3 separate regions of the Mus musculus genome follow, and regions 1 and 3 are each linked to region 2. The links are chromatin contacts, called in public promoter capture Hi-C maps. All regions are on one chromosome and are shown on one strand. Each heading gives the region's core, a stretch centred on a gene start, on an enhancer-like site or on the middle of the called end of the contact. The rest is flanking DNA. Distances are from core to core; before and after follow the strand shown. Region 1 overlaps Pam (peptidylglycine alpha-amidating monooxygenase). Region 2 overlaps Pam (peptidylglycine alpha-amidating monooxygenase). Region 3 overlaps Pam (peptidylglycine alpha-amidating monooxygenase).

Evidence for each region. Capture Hi-C pulls out chosen DNA fragments and counts their contacts.
Region 1: a contact with region 2 is called in a promoter capture Hi-C map of adipose tissue. The contact joins two enhancer-like sites. A contact is called at or near these places in 2 of 484 Hi-C or Micro-C datasets (cerebral cortex and cortical neurons), 1 of 115 datasets of contacts at active chromatin or transcription factors (kidney) and 2 of 9 other capture datasets (adipose tissue and liver).
Region 3: a promoter capture Hi-C map of adipose tissue shows a contact between it and region 2. The contact joins two enhancer-like sites. A contact is called at or near these places in 1 of 484 Hi-C or Micro-C datasets (cerebral cortex), 1 of 115 datasets of contacts at active chromatin or transcription factors (neural progenitor cells) and 3 of 9 other capture datasets (adipose tissue, embryonic stem cells and pancreatic islet).

The regions. Positions count from the first base shown.
Region 1 is chr1:98,054,512-98,058,594 of GRCm38.p6, reverse strand. The region is part of intron 1 of Pam (peptidylglycine alpha-amidating monooxygenase); the gene reads left to right. Among named protein-coding and RNA genes, the nearest start is that of Gm24465, 6.7 kb to the right of the region's middle. Within about 2 kb of position 2,149, at least 30 of the 459 cell types and tissues checked have an H3K27ac peak or open chromatin away from gene starts, as enhancers often do. A contact at or near this core is called in adipose tissue, where this site is marked.
Region 2 is chr1:97,958,690-97,962,540 of GRCm38.p6, reverse strand. The region is part of intron 3 of Pam (peptidylglycine alpha-amidating monooxygenase); the gene reads left to right. Among named protein-coding and RNA genes, the nearest start is that of Gm31771, 50 kb to the right of the region's middle. Within about 2 kb of position 1,915, at least 11 of the 459 cell types and tissues checked have an H3K27ac peak or open chromatin away from gene starts, as enhancers often do. A contact at or near this core is called in adipose tissue, where this site is marked.
Region 3 is chr1:97,832,017-97,836,040 of GRCm38.p6, reverse strand. Pam (peptidylglycine alpha-amidating monooxygenase) reads left to right here. Exons shown (of 26, transcript NM_001357127.1): 22 at 1,525-1,633. Among named protein-coding and RNA genes, the nearest start is that of Gin1, 64 kb to the right of the region's middle. Within about 2 kb of position 2,155, at least 45 of the 459 cell types and tissues checked have an H3K27ac peak or open chromatin away from gene starts, as enhancers often do. A contact at or near this core is called in adipose tissue, where this site is marked.

The DNA of each region.
Region 1 (4,083 bases), core at 900-3,399, 96 kb before region 2:
GAACTGTACTGACCCTTCGTGAAGTCAGTCCTCAGGGGCTGTCCTGCATGCATACTAGACCTAGGACCTGGGTTTGGTGGTGAATAGTCTCAGACTTTCAGGCACCTCTCTGCCTCTGTAACTAGCAAGTTAATATGGTAGCCGGCCATTTGTTTACTTTGTATCTCCTTCATAGCAGACATGGTACTTACTTAGTTCTGTGAGAGTGTCTGGAGTTAGATGATGGTTTCCGACTATTGTTTTAAAATTACTGTTAGCATTGTGAAGGTTTTGAGTGGTCACATTTTCAGCAGTGATAATTAACTTTGTCCATGTTGCTGTGAGACTATTGTATGTAAAACAATTGAAAAGGACATCTTGTTTCCTAGTGTGTCTTTTGTTCAGCAGCTCAGTATAGTTTGGACCTACTATAGAAGCATGCAGACCAGAAGGTTAAACTAAATTTTTTTGAAAGCTGCATTTTTATCTTGTAAATGAAATACAACTTTTTCCCAAGTAGGTATTAGAAATGCATGAATTTATTAGACAGAGAAGAGAAACTTGTATCTCTCCAACACTGGGGTTTTAAGACTATTTTGAAGTTGTTAAGTACAAATATTTTAGTAAATAATATCAGGTCTAGTATTTGTGCGCTAAAAGTCATCTGAGTTGCATGGAATTGGCTGCTAACCTCATCTGGCAAATACTGATGATTGCCATAAAAATCAAACATTTTAACCTCCCTTTACTGTTGGAATTTTTGTAGACCCTTCACAGTGACTTTAAGAGCATCAGTACTGAAGCCTAATTCTCAATTTCTGGGCGAAGATTCACCATGGTGAATAATTGACAAAGGTTTCTCAGCTGTCCAGGGCTAATACATTCATGTGACTGTTAGTGTTAGCCTCAAATGGAGTCCTGCATCTTTTCTTGCCACCATACTCTCTGCAACCAAACCACATCAACTCTGGGCTCGAGCTCAGGCGACATCTTGAAATTAGCTTGTATATGTTGCTTGGTAAGTGTTCACCGTATTTTTCCTGTTGTGATATGAAGAGAGACAATGAGGAGCCTCATATTTATTTATACACAGTACATATTAGAGCTGGCATTTTGCCACAGAACCTTGACAAGGGCGGAATATTTGCGGGTTTTGTATTTAAGGCGTAACTTCTGAGTTGGAGTTCTAAATTTCGTTTATTCCCTTAGGTAATTAACTGCTTTTCAGCATGCAGAGGACATGTATTATTGGAATTTTTATTTTTATTATTTTTTTTTTTTTAGTGTTTAAACTTAGTAGATGTCCTTTCTTTAAACTTAGGCACTAAAAATTCTCGACATCAAAGAAGCCTGCGGTTCCTGTTTGTGGCTAGTGTTAATCATCCTTCAGCAGTACTTTGAAGTGAGCTTTCTCCTGCCTTTTTCTCTTCTGAACTCAGCGGGGGCTCATGAATAAACCCAACTCCTCTGATAGGGATAGTATATTATTGTTCCTGCCTGTGGCTCTTTCTAATACAAACTCCATTTCTGGTTAGTTTGCTGAAATCAAATCAGTATAACAGAGGCCATCTTTTTTTTTCCCCCCTTTCTGCTTATAAACCTCTCTCTCAGAACACTGGGAGGAAAGCCTGCCTGGCAGGTGAGCAAGTGAGTGAGTGCTTTGGGGAGAGTTTTCTGCCTATTGCATTCCTTTTGTTATTTGTTGTTTTAGTTCAGGGGTTCTCAACCTGTGGCTCATGAACCCCTTTGCGGTTGTAATATCAGATATCTTGTATGTCAGATGTTTCCATTACAGTTCCTAACACTAGCAAAATTACAGTTACATAGTAGCAGCAAAACAACTTAATGATTGGAGGTCACCACAACATGAGGAAAGTTGAAAACCACTGTTTTTGTCTTATTACCTGCTTTGTGTTGCTTCGCACTGGTCTGCATCCCTAAAAGATGAAGCCCCTGTCCTTTAGAACTAGATTGTTGAAGATTCCTGTCTTCCCATTTAACTATACGAATTTGTTGTTATGTGGGTAAAGGTATCCAAGAGCAATCACTTAATTTTAGAATGTGTGCCTGCTGTGTGTGCACATTTTAAAGCAGCGATAAGGAGCAGTTAGGCTGGAGGGTAGCTGACTCACTGCTGCTGAAAGACCTTGGACTTCTGACAGGAACATTAAGCCATCTTAGTTTTAAAAAGTTACTTAATCACTAAATCGGGTAGGAGTTGCTATTTTCACTAACGGTGTGTTTATAACTGATCTCACTATAGAAATGAATGGTGCCCGTATGCCCACTTCAGAATACAGCCTGTGAATAAAGAAAACAGAATACGCTAGCTGAGTGCTCGTTGTATAATATACCCCATGTCCAAGTCAGAGGATTATGCTAGCTGGAATTTTAAAAATGTATTTGAGGAAATAAAAGTAAAAAGGCTCCTTTTGAAATTTTTTACATGTATGCCAGAAGGTTGGGGTTTATGGTCTTCAGACTTGTTACACCCCAATTTTGTAGGCCAGTCACTTTTAACAAGAGATTGTCTCTACGCTGTAGATTTAAGATATGTAACATATCCTTATATCCCGAGAAGTAAGTATCAAAACAAAAACAAGTCCCAGTGCCTTGGCAACCTTATTCTTTATCTCACTTGTATGCACAGTGAGCTCCTCCTGGCTTCACAATCCTTCTGGACACAGAATGGATGGCAAGAAGGCTCTGCTGCTTCCTAGGTGTTGGTTGACATGAGCTGTATCACCTGCCTGAGGTAATCTGACTCTCCTCACCTTTCCGCTGCATTTGCTAATGATTCCCTAGTACAGACTCAAAGTCAGTTACGGGAAGAGGTGGGGGTAGACAGATGTAACCCTCCTTGTGGGCAATGACTGGACAGCGTGCTTCACGAAGCTACAATTTGGCTCCCGATTTTGAGTTTCCAGGTGTATGCTCTCCCTGCCACTTCACTCACGCGTTCGATGTCCACATGTTCCTTCACTGGGCATTCTGATGTGGGCCTCTCTGTTCTTCTTTGCCTCTTGCCGTTGTAGCCATCCTGGGCTTATCATCTCCAAACAGTCGAGGCCCATTTCTTTGAACGATTACTCTTGCCTTGAGGAGTCGGCCCTGGTCCATGCTCCTTGTCCCTCCTTATTGTACTGCAGCTTCTTTGGACACCACACATCCCGCTGGCCAGTCAGGGCATGTCTCGCCATCACGTGGTATGGCTCTTCTGTGCCGCCTTCTACTTATATAAAAATAGCTATGACTTGCTCTTCTTTTCATTTCCCACATAGGGGAAAACGCACTCTTTTCAGCAATGTATCTCCAGTGCCTTAGTGGTAGTCTTTCCTGAATTTTAAAGGTGACAAATCCGAGGTTCGGGGAAGCTATGTAACTGGTCTAACTGCACAGAGATTGGATGCAGTAGACTCCGTGGTCGGTTCTAAAAGTGCTTTGAACATCGCCTCCCTTTTCACAACTGGAATTCGGGAATCTTATTAGGACAGAGGAGGAGGGTGATGTGGTAAGTTCTTGGATCATCTTCTGAGCGTCTGAATGGGTAATAATTGTTTCCACAGCATCTCAGACAAGCATTGGTCCTGAACACTTCATAGTCTGTTATCCTTAGCTGAGCTTCTCTACCCTCTTCTTTTACCTTCAGTGCTCAGTCCGTGCATAATTAATATTTTACAAGACCGCATTTGCTCTCTGACTGCAGCACAACAGCAACAGGACACTAGATTTCGAAGAACCTCCCCATGCGCTAGAATCTGTAGTTTTTTCATACAGATGAAATTTTCTACCTGACTTGAGGTATTTTCTAATAAATGCTTCTGTTTCTTGGGCACTCCGTGCCTGACAGTGACGGTAGTTATCTCGTTCCTCTGTTTTTCCCAATCTACTGTTTCTGCTTTGGTTTTAACTCTCTTGTTCTGGACATGGCTCCTGTTGACTGGAGTCCTTACTTTTGTCTTCCTCTCCCCAGTGTGGCATTATAACTGACCTATTGATGTTTTAACCTCATATGGGACTTAAACAAGCTTCCTCATAATTAATATCATCATTAAACTGTATAAATTGTGTTTTAGATTTCAGAAGAAAAATGACAAAGAAAAT
Region 2 (3,851 bases), core at 666-3,165:
GAGTCTCCACTGCCACCTCATTGCTAAAGTCTTTATTCAGATTGATGGTAATAACTTCTGGTCTGTCTCTTTTCTCACTGGGCCTTCCCTGTGTCTCTTTGTTTCACCCAAGTTGTCTTCTTACAGAAACGTGTTCATGACTCATGGCGCATATGCCTGCCTCCCTCAGTCCCCACAACCAACATGACATCCCATACATCTAAATTCAAATTTAGATCATATTAAAATTCTCTCACCGAAACGAGGAGACACCTTCTACTGAAATCTGAGTCCTCCCGCCTCCCACGCCCTTTTATGTAGCTCTCTTCAGTCTTTGCAGCTTGTACTCTCAGACTTTCCAGACCTGGAACATCGGTGCCAATTAGTAGCTATCAGTGTCTCTGTATCACATGGTTTTGTTCCAATTAATTATTCAGCTCCGAGAGTCTTTCTCTTGTGCTCTTTATCTAAAATTTCCCCTCTAGGATTCCAATTCGGCCTCTTTTCAGAGACTACAGAAGCCGAAAGAAACCCAGATGGCTTCCTTTTGTTTGCAAGGTTTAGATTTTATAATTCTTTAAAAGCAAACACAGAGCAGAGATACAAACTCAGGGATGTATTTCATCTGCTGGATATTGTCCATTGGCATATCCAGATGGACTTTCCTGTCCTACTGTAAGGTTCCAAGGAGCAACCTTTGTGGACATGTCCTTGAGGATCTGCCTTGTTCCCCAGCTTCCTTATTGACTTTAAGAGTCCAATGACCAATGCCGTTTCTAGTTTGGGCAGTTTTTCCTCTTTTTACGTCATAGGACTGGATAGGCATAGCTTGCTGCTTTATTAACCTCTGGGATGTTCTGACATTCTTTAGCTATTTCCTCTAGCCTAGCCCACATCTTTGCTCCTGACTCCTTGGTTACATTCTCTTCAGTTACGCCATTGATTTGAACCTTCCCATTCCTAAGAGAAATGTGGTTAAGTTGTTTAAAGATTAAGGGTAACATGTGACTGCTCTCATCCAAAAATGGTTGCGCTAAGAGTTCTGCTTACCATGTCTGGAAAATGTGTGAGCCCAGCGTGCATTGCAAGTGCAGGAGTCTGCTCACAAAGTGAGGGCGGTGAATGAAGCCTTTTCTATTCTTCCATTAGTCCCTCACACTCTGTAATCTGTGAGGTGACAAGGCCTCTGTCTAGGAGTGACATGAAATTTAGGTATTATTATTATTAGCAAATTTCCAAGCTGTAGGGAAAAGAGGATATCTACTGAAGTGAAATGAAATATTTATGTTTATGATGTCAGATGGGCTGATGACATGTATAAGCATATCAGGAATATGGGAATTTGCAGGATATACGGGTACTTTATTTATCATTGGCTATGTGATGAATGCATCATAGTTTACAGGACAATATCTGTACAGTTGTTACTTCTGAATTATTAATACTGTCTTTGAAGTTGGGAAATTACAGTGAGATAAATTGGATTTGATACCTCTTTAGAAAAAAAAAGCAAAATAAAACACTTAAAGGAAAAAAGTATCCAATGCCCAGCAACTATTTTTGGATCAGTAAGCCCTTTATAAAAGGCAGTTAGTCATGTTCATAACAAAATCGGCAAGCTAATTCGGCCAAGAGTTCCATTGCCAGGTGGTCCATGAGCACACAGAATTATCCAAGGCTTCATCCCTGAGAGCACAGCCCAGTCCCTGGAAACAGAGTGGCAGAAAGAGCTTTTATGTAACTGCCTGTTGCTAAAATAGAGATGTTTATTACATGCAGAGGAAAATCAAAGAGCGATCCAAAGAATGTTTTTATATTTGATTTTATAGTTCCTGTTAAAAGTTCAAGGAAAAGGATGCAAATTGGTTAGTGTTTCTTTTATGGATGGAAGTCTCAGAACAATGAAAATGTTACTCACGGACAGTAAGAACAAACCGAATGGCTTTGCCCTTGATCACTATAGTTAAATGTATGACACCATCTTTAAATGTGAATACTCTATTCATGTTGGTCCACTTCTTTAGAAACAAAAAGCCCCATTCTTTAGAAGGCCAAGTGCCTTACATTAATTTGGAACCGAATGACTCTCCGTCTCTTATATTGCTGCTAAAGATCACTGGGCTTACCGACCCTGGCATGGGCATTTTGTTCATTCTTTCCTTGTTTGTCTTGCTTCACTCATAAAGAGCTGCAACTGGAAAAGCCTAGATGAAATATATTGCGTTAACCTTGCTGTTTCCCTTGACCCAACGGAAAGGATTTCCAAAAATTCTCAACATTCTAAGCCAAGGGACTAAAATGAGCTCAGATGTCTGAAGATTAAAATTAGAGTTAGGAGGATTTCTTTTGATTTCACAAATGTGCTGAGCTGACCTTTCGATTGTCCATAAAAGACTCCTCCTTTGGGCTGGCCTGTTTACCATGCTTCTGTTCCAGTATTTGCCTTCCTTGGCTCAACTCAATCTGGATTTGACAAACACACTTGTATTCTGTGCACTTTCCTTATGATGATTGGTCTAGTGTTGGGCGTGGAGGTTTGAATGAAGTTCTCCTGGAGCTGAAGTGGGATTGTTTTATTCTTGAAAGGGGCCTTGTGGAAGAGGCTGCCCCTGTGCTGGTCTTGGGCATTGTGTTTTGTGTATGTGCTTCTGGGGGTCACTGGTTCACTGTACCTGTCATGTTAGGAAGAGATATTCCCAGAGACAAAGGTCCAAAGACAAATCTGCAAACTGAAGCTACCTAATTCCTAGTGGCACTCGGGTTGAAAGAATGTTCCTGGATCTGTCCCGAATTCATTCATTTTACTGAAGATGGATTCTTAGCCTTCTTGCATATAGGTGACACGCCATATACACTCGCTGAGCTAGTACAGTTTTTTGATACTCTTCCAAAGTTTGTGTGATGACAGGTTCAAGAAACAAACACTTCTTAACCATAACCAGGCACTGCCATTTTGTGCTTAGTGAGTGTGTGCCAATTTTAAGTGCCACGAACATGAAATAAAAGTTGAAGTGGGAATTTCCACGTGGAAAATTCTGCTAATAATTGCTATGTATTGGCACACATATTTAAGCTTAGGAGAGAACCTATCAAGAAGTAGAATATCATGCAGACTCCAGTAGTCACTGTGTAATAACTAAAGGCAGTGCAAGTTGTATATACTACTAGATAAATTTTCATGCACACATATATGTACCAGTTACAATCCATGCCCTATTAAAATATACAAACAGAATTAAGTCCTTTAATTTCACTATATAGCCCACCCATGGTGGCCTTGAACTTGCAATGCCTCAGTTTCCCAAGTGGTGGGGTTTCACTCCTGCAACATCACACCCAGCTTTAATTCAGCGCTTCGAGTGCTGGGTCTCATAACAAGGGAGAATTTCTTTAAGATGAATAATCAAAGTGTCATTTCCGTGTCTTCTGGTTCAAATAGTTGGTACAACTATTTATTGAGCCGTTCTCTCTCTTTGGCCTTTTATTTGTCAGTATGGTGTCTGGGTATTTGGAAAGAATGGCCTTGGGCAAGAATGTCTCAAATAAATAAAATGAATGGCTGTCATCCCTCTGTTGATGTCAACTCTGGAAGCTGGAATTGTGGAATTGCTCTGTTCAAGGAAATTCCTTTTACGTGACTGCCATGTTTTCTCCCTGTTCCCATGCTTGAAGGCATAATGACATGCCTTCGAGAGGGCCAAATATGATTTATTTGAGAGAGGAAACATAGCAGTCTAATGTTTTAAAAATATTAGTCCCCTTACAAATATGTTTTGTCTCTAGAATTGAAGCCTTCCTTGTGCAGACCTGTCAGATTTGTCTAAATACTCTGAAGTCTATTGGATGGGCATTTTAAGTTATCCATTTTAATT
Region 3 (4,024 bases), core at 906-3,405, 130 kb after region 2:
GGCAATAAGACTGATAAAGATGGTTTCGTTCTTCTATGTGAACACACAGGTAACAACACCACTTGCTGAAAATACTCTTTTCTCATGTGTGTATTTTGGGCATCTTTGTTTAAAAAATGAGGTGGCAGTGATGGTGTAAACTTAAGTCTGGGTCTTCCGTTCTATAGTCTTTCTTTTCAGTGAACAGTACTGAAGGAAGAGGCATGGGACTGCTCAAGGTGCCCAGAAAAATGAGGGTTAGATGATCAGCAATAATATTTATGGCCCCACCTATAAGGCTTAGGGAATACTGCTGAAGAGGAAGTAGAAAGAGCTAGAGGATAGGGAGAAGGGCTAGGGAATGCATCTGCTGGGCATGAAATGGCTATTCCAGTCATGAGCCCAATGCAACTGTACTTGTCTACATAGACGCTACTGGAGAACCAGCCCGACCTCAGTACTTAAGAGCAGTGTCTGCTTCTGCAGAGGTCCTATGTTCATTTCTCAGCATCCACATTGATGGCTCACAACCACTGTAACCCCCCCCTCCAAGGACACAGTGCCCTTTCTTGGCCTCCTTGGACACTGTGCTCACATGCATATACCTACACCCAGACATAGACATATAACAGCAATTCTAATATAATAAAAACTTACTCTTAAAAAGCAGAATAGAGCCAGGCAGTGGTGGCACATGCCTTTAATCCCAGCACTTGGGAGGCAGAGACAGGCGGGTTTCCGAGTTCGAGGCCAGCCTGGTCTACAGAGTGAGTTCCAGGACAGCCAGGACTACACAGAAAAACCCTGTCTTGGGGAAGAAAAAAAAAGCAGAGCAGAATGGACCTGTTTACAGCTAACCATAGATGGAGAAGCTTCATCTCCTTCATCTCCACTGTTGGTTCCTAACTGCTGACCTAGTGGCTACTGATGAATTGTGGGAAACCAGGCATTACTACTGTCAATTACATAAGCACTCGTGAGTCAGCCACGCTCCAGTGGAGAGTTCAAACTCTACATGGGTAGCCCTGGGTAAACTGATTGGGTCTCAAAACTAAAGCAGATAAATATGGTAAATATGGAAAGGGGACTTTAGGGTAGGAGAGAGGGTTAAAGGGGGTGGGAGGAACATGAGCAGAGCTTTGGGGCAAGAGGAGCCTGAATGTGTAGGATCCCTGTATGAATATGTCTGAGGAGACATTCAATAGTCAGTTTTTTAAAACAGGAGAAATATGAAAGAAAAAGTAAACACAAATAAGTCACAAAGTACCAAATCCAACTGCCCTGAAAAAAAAAACAACTTATGAATTTCCAGTTTTTAAAAGAATCTCAAGTCAGTGGTTATAGGTCCCCATTGCTTTGCTCAGTGTCTAGAACTGTGCCCCACAGAGTCAGGATGCAATGAACAGCTGCCGTTGGCTGGAGTTGCTTTGGTGGGAATTAAGGTCACTTTCGTTTGAGTCACATGCTATGTCTAATTTTTCTGTCATTCTGTAATAGATGTAAGTACAGCCTCATCCCAATAACAAATGCCTTTGCATTTGGCAGCACTTTGACATGCCTCATGATATTGTGGCTTCTGAAGATGGGACTGTGTACATTGGCGACGCACACACAAACACCGTGTGGAAGTTCACCCTCACTGAAAGCAGGCTGGGTTTGTTTTTCATTTGTTCATTTTTATAGTACTTCTGACTGTAATTTCCATCTGTTTTATTGTTTAAAATGGGAAACAAAAACATTTGCTTTTGAATAGGAAACAGGGATATAAGGGGTTTGGGTTTGGGGTTCAGCACGTGTCTGGCATCTTCAGCTTTCTATTCCTTGTACTACAAAGGACGAGAAATGAAGAGCGATGAGAGGAGGAGGAGGAGGAAGGGATGGGGTCCTTATTTGGTATCCAATTCAGGGATTCAATAAGGTTTGAAATGTGGAGAGAGAGGGGTTTTGTTTTTTGGTTTGTTTTTTTTTTTTTTGTTTTGGTTTGGTTTTTTCTTTTTTCATTTTCCTGGCAGTCATTGCCTTGTTTCCAGAGACACTCCACAGGAAATTTTTGATGTGTGAAGTAATGTCTGTTACATTAAAAGCCAGTGTTAATTCCAGCTTGGTTACAGAAGGAAGAGACAGCTTTGACAAAGCAGAGGTTGGCTTGTTGCCACGAGCTATCACCCCATGTGGCTCTCTGTAGCACTGAGCTTCAAGGGACAACAGCATCCTTCCCTGACACTTAGGGCTCAGCTTTCCTCCAGATACTGAGTTGCTGTATTTTTATTTAACTCAGAACATAAAGAACACATTTGCTCCATCAGAACCTAGCCAGTTAGTGTAAAATTGTTAGGTTTTAGAGTTGGGGGTGGGGAAGGAGAGTCAAGGGAACACTGGAATAGCTTACTTCCTGTTAGGTCTATAGAGCTGTTTCAAGGGGACATTGAGCTGGATTATTGAGAAGTAAGGCATCTGTTAGAAAAGTTATTAACGTCACAGATAGACAGAGGAGAGGAATTGTGTGACAGAGATGCTATGAGAGTTCAGGATGAAGCACCAGAGATAGACAGAATGGTGTGGTCTCAGAAGAAGAAGCAGAGCTCTTGAGGCAGAAGTGGGATCTGTTCTTATGGCTCCCTAGAGAAGGGTGAGGTTTCACAACAGAAGTCCCTCAGCCGCGCTCTCTGAATCCCAGGCAAGAGATAGAGAAAAGGGTTGGGAGCAAGTTAGATGGCCAAGATCCATTTTAATGTTAACTTACTTCACAAATGAGAAAGGGCCCCAGGATGTCTGATAGCCAGGGGATCATTGTGTCTCAGCAGGGTACCCGATAGTATCTGGCAGAGGAAATTGCTGCAGATATTGTGGCCTGAGCTGGATGCTGGCGCTGTATTTTTGCAAGAATGTTCGAATTCTTTCATTTCAATGTGCACATCATTAAAACTATGCTAGCATAGTCCCTGGTTTCAAGCTATAAATCAAAACATTCTTTATCTGAAGTTCAGTGAACGTTTACTTGGCCAAAAATATCCAATATCCAGAAATGCTTTTTAAGTATTTTGGAGTCTAAGCAACAGGAGATAGTTGTAATTAGTAAAGGATTTGGGGATGATAGATTTGTGGTATCTAAAGCTGCAGCAAATAGTTTTATTAGGTAAAGAGTTAATAAGGACATGAAAACTTGATTAATAAATTATGTCAATAACAGCATAAATTCACGTCCTAACAAGAAAAGGAAACAAATTGTTAGAAGAAAAGTAAAATTAAGACTATGAACTTCAATCAAATATAATGTACATTTTACGTCTCAATTTGGCCAATGCTGTATTCAGTAACTTTTGAGCTTTGAATTAATTAATCTTTGAGTGACTTTTAGTATTCTGAGATAAGAACCCAATTAGCATAGTGCACATAGATTCAACCATTTGGTGTCTTGGCAGATGTGACAAAACTGTTCATCAGGAAAAACCATATTCTGCTCACGATTTCAGAGGGTTCAATCCTTGATTGTTTACAAAGAAAGTCACAGCAGCAGTGTCATGTGGTACAAGGGAGCTTATGACCAAGAAGCAGAAAAGGGGGATAGAAGGACATGGGCCACATGAAAGCACAGCCCTGTGTCTTCCAAGGCCCTGCCACCTATTTCTCACACTCCAATAGAGCTAGTGTATCAGTTCCACACTGGAAATAACACAGGATTAAGTCAAAGTCTCCCGATCTCAGGCCCTCAGGAAGTATCCACACACACACTCTCAGTCCTGCTTTACAGCTCCTGGAGGGACTTCTTAATCCAGTGAGGACTGTGAGGGACCTGCAGCCTATGCTACCCCAGAAGTTATTCACCTTTCCAGAAAAATAAAGAAACAACCTTCACTCTAAGATGTTGTCCAGGTGCAAACAACGTTAGCAAGGGAGTGGTAAAACCACTGAACTGAATCATTCCATTCCTTAGGTAGAAAGGTCTGTGGGGATCAAACTGCCAAGGCTATCTCTCAGGGAGGGAGCTCTGAGAGAAGCAAAATGGTGGAAAAGCAAGTGGATTGTATCTGAGAGTCAGCAGAGG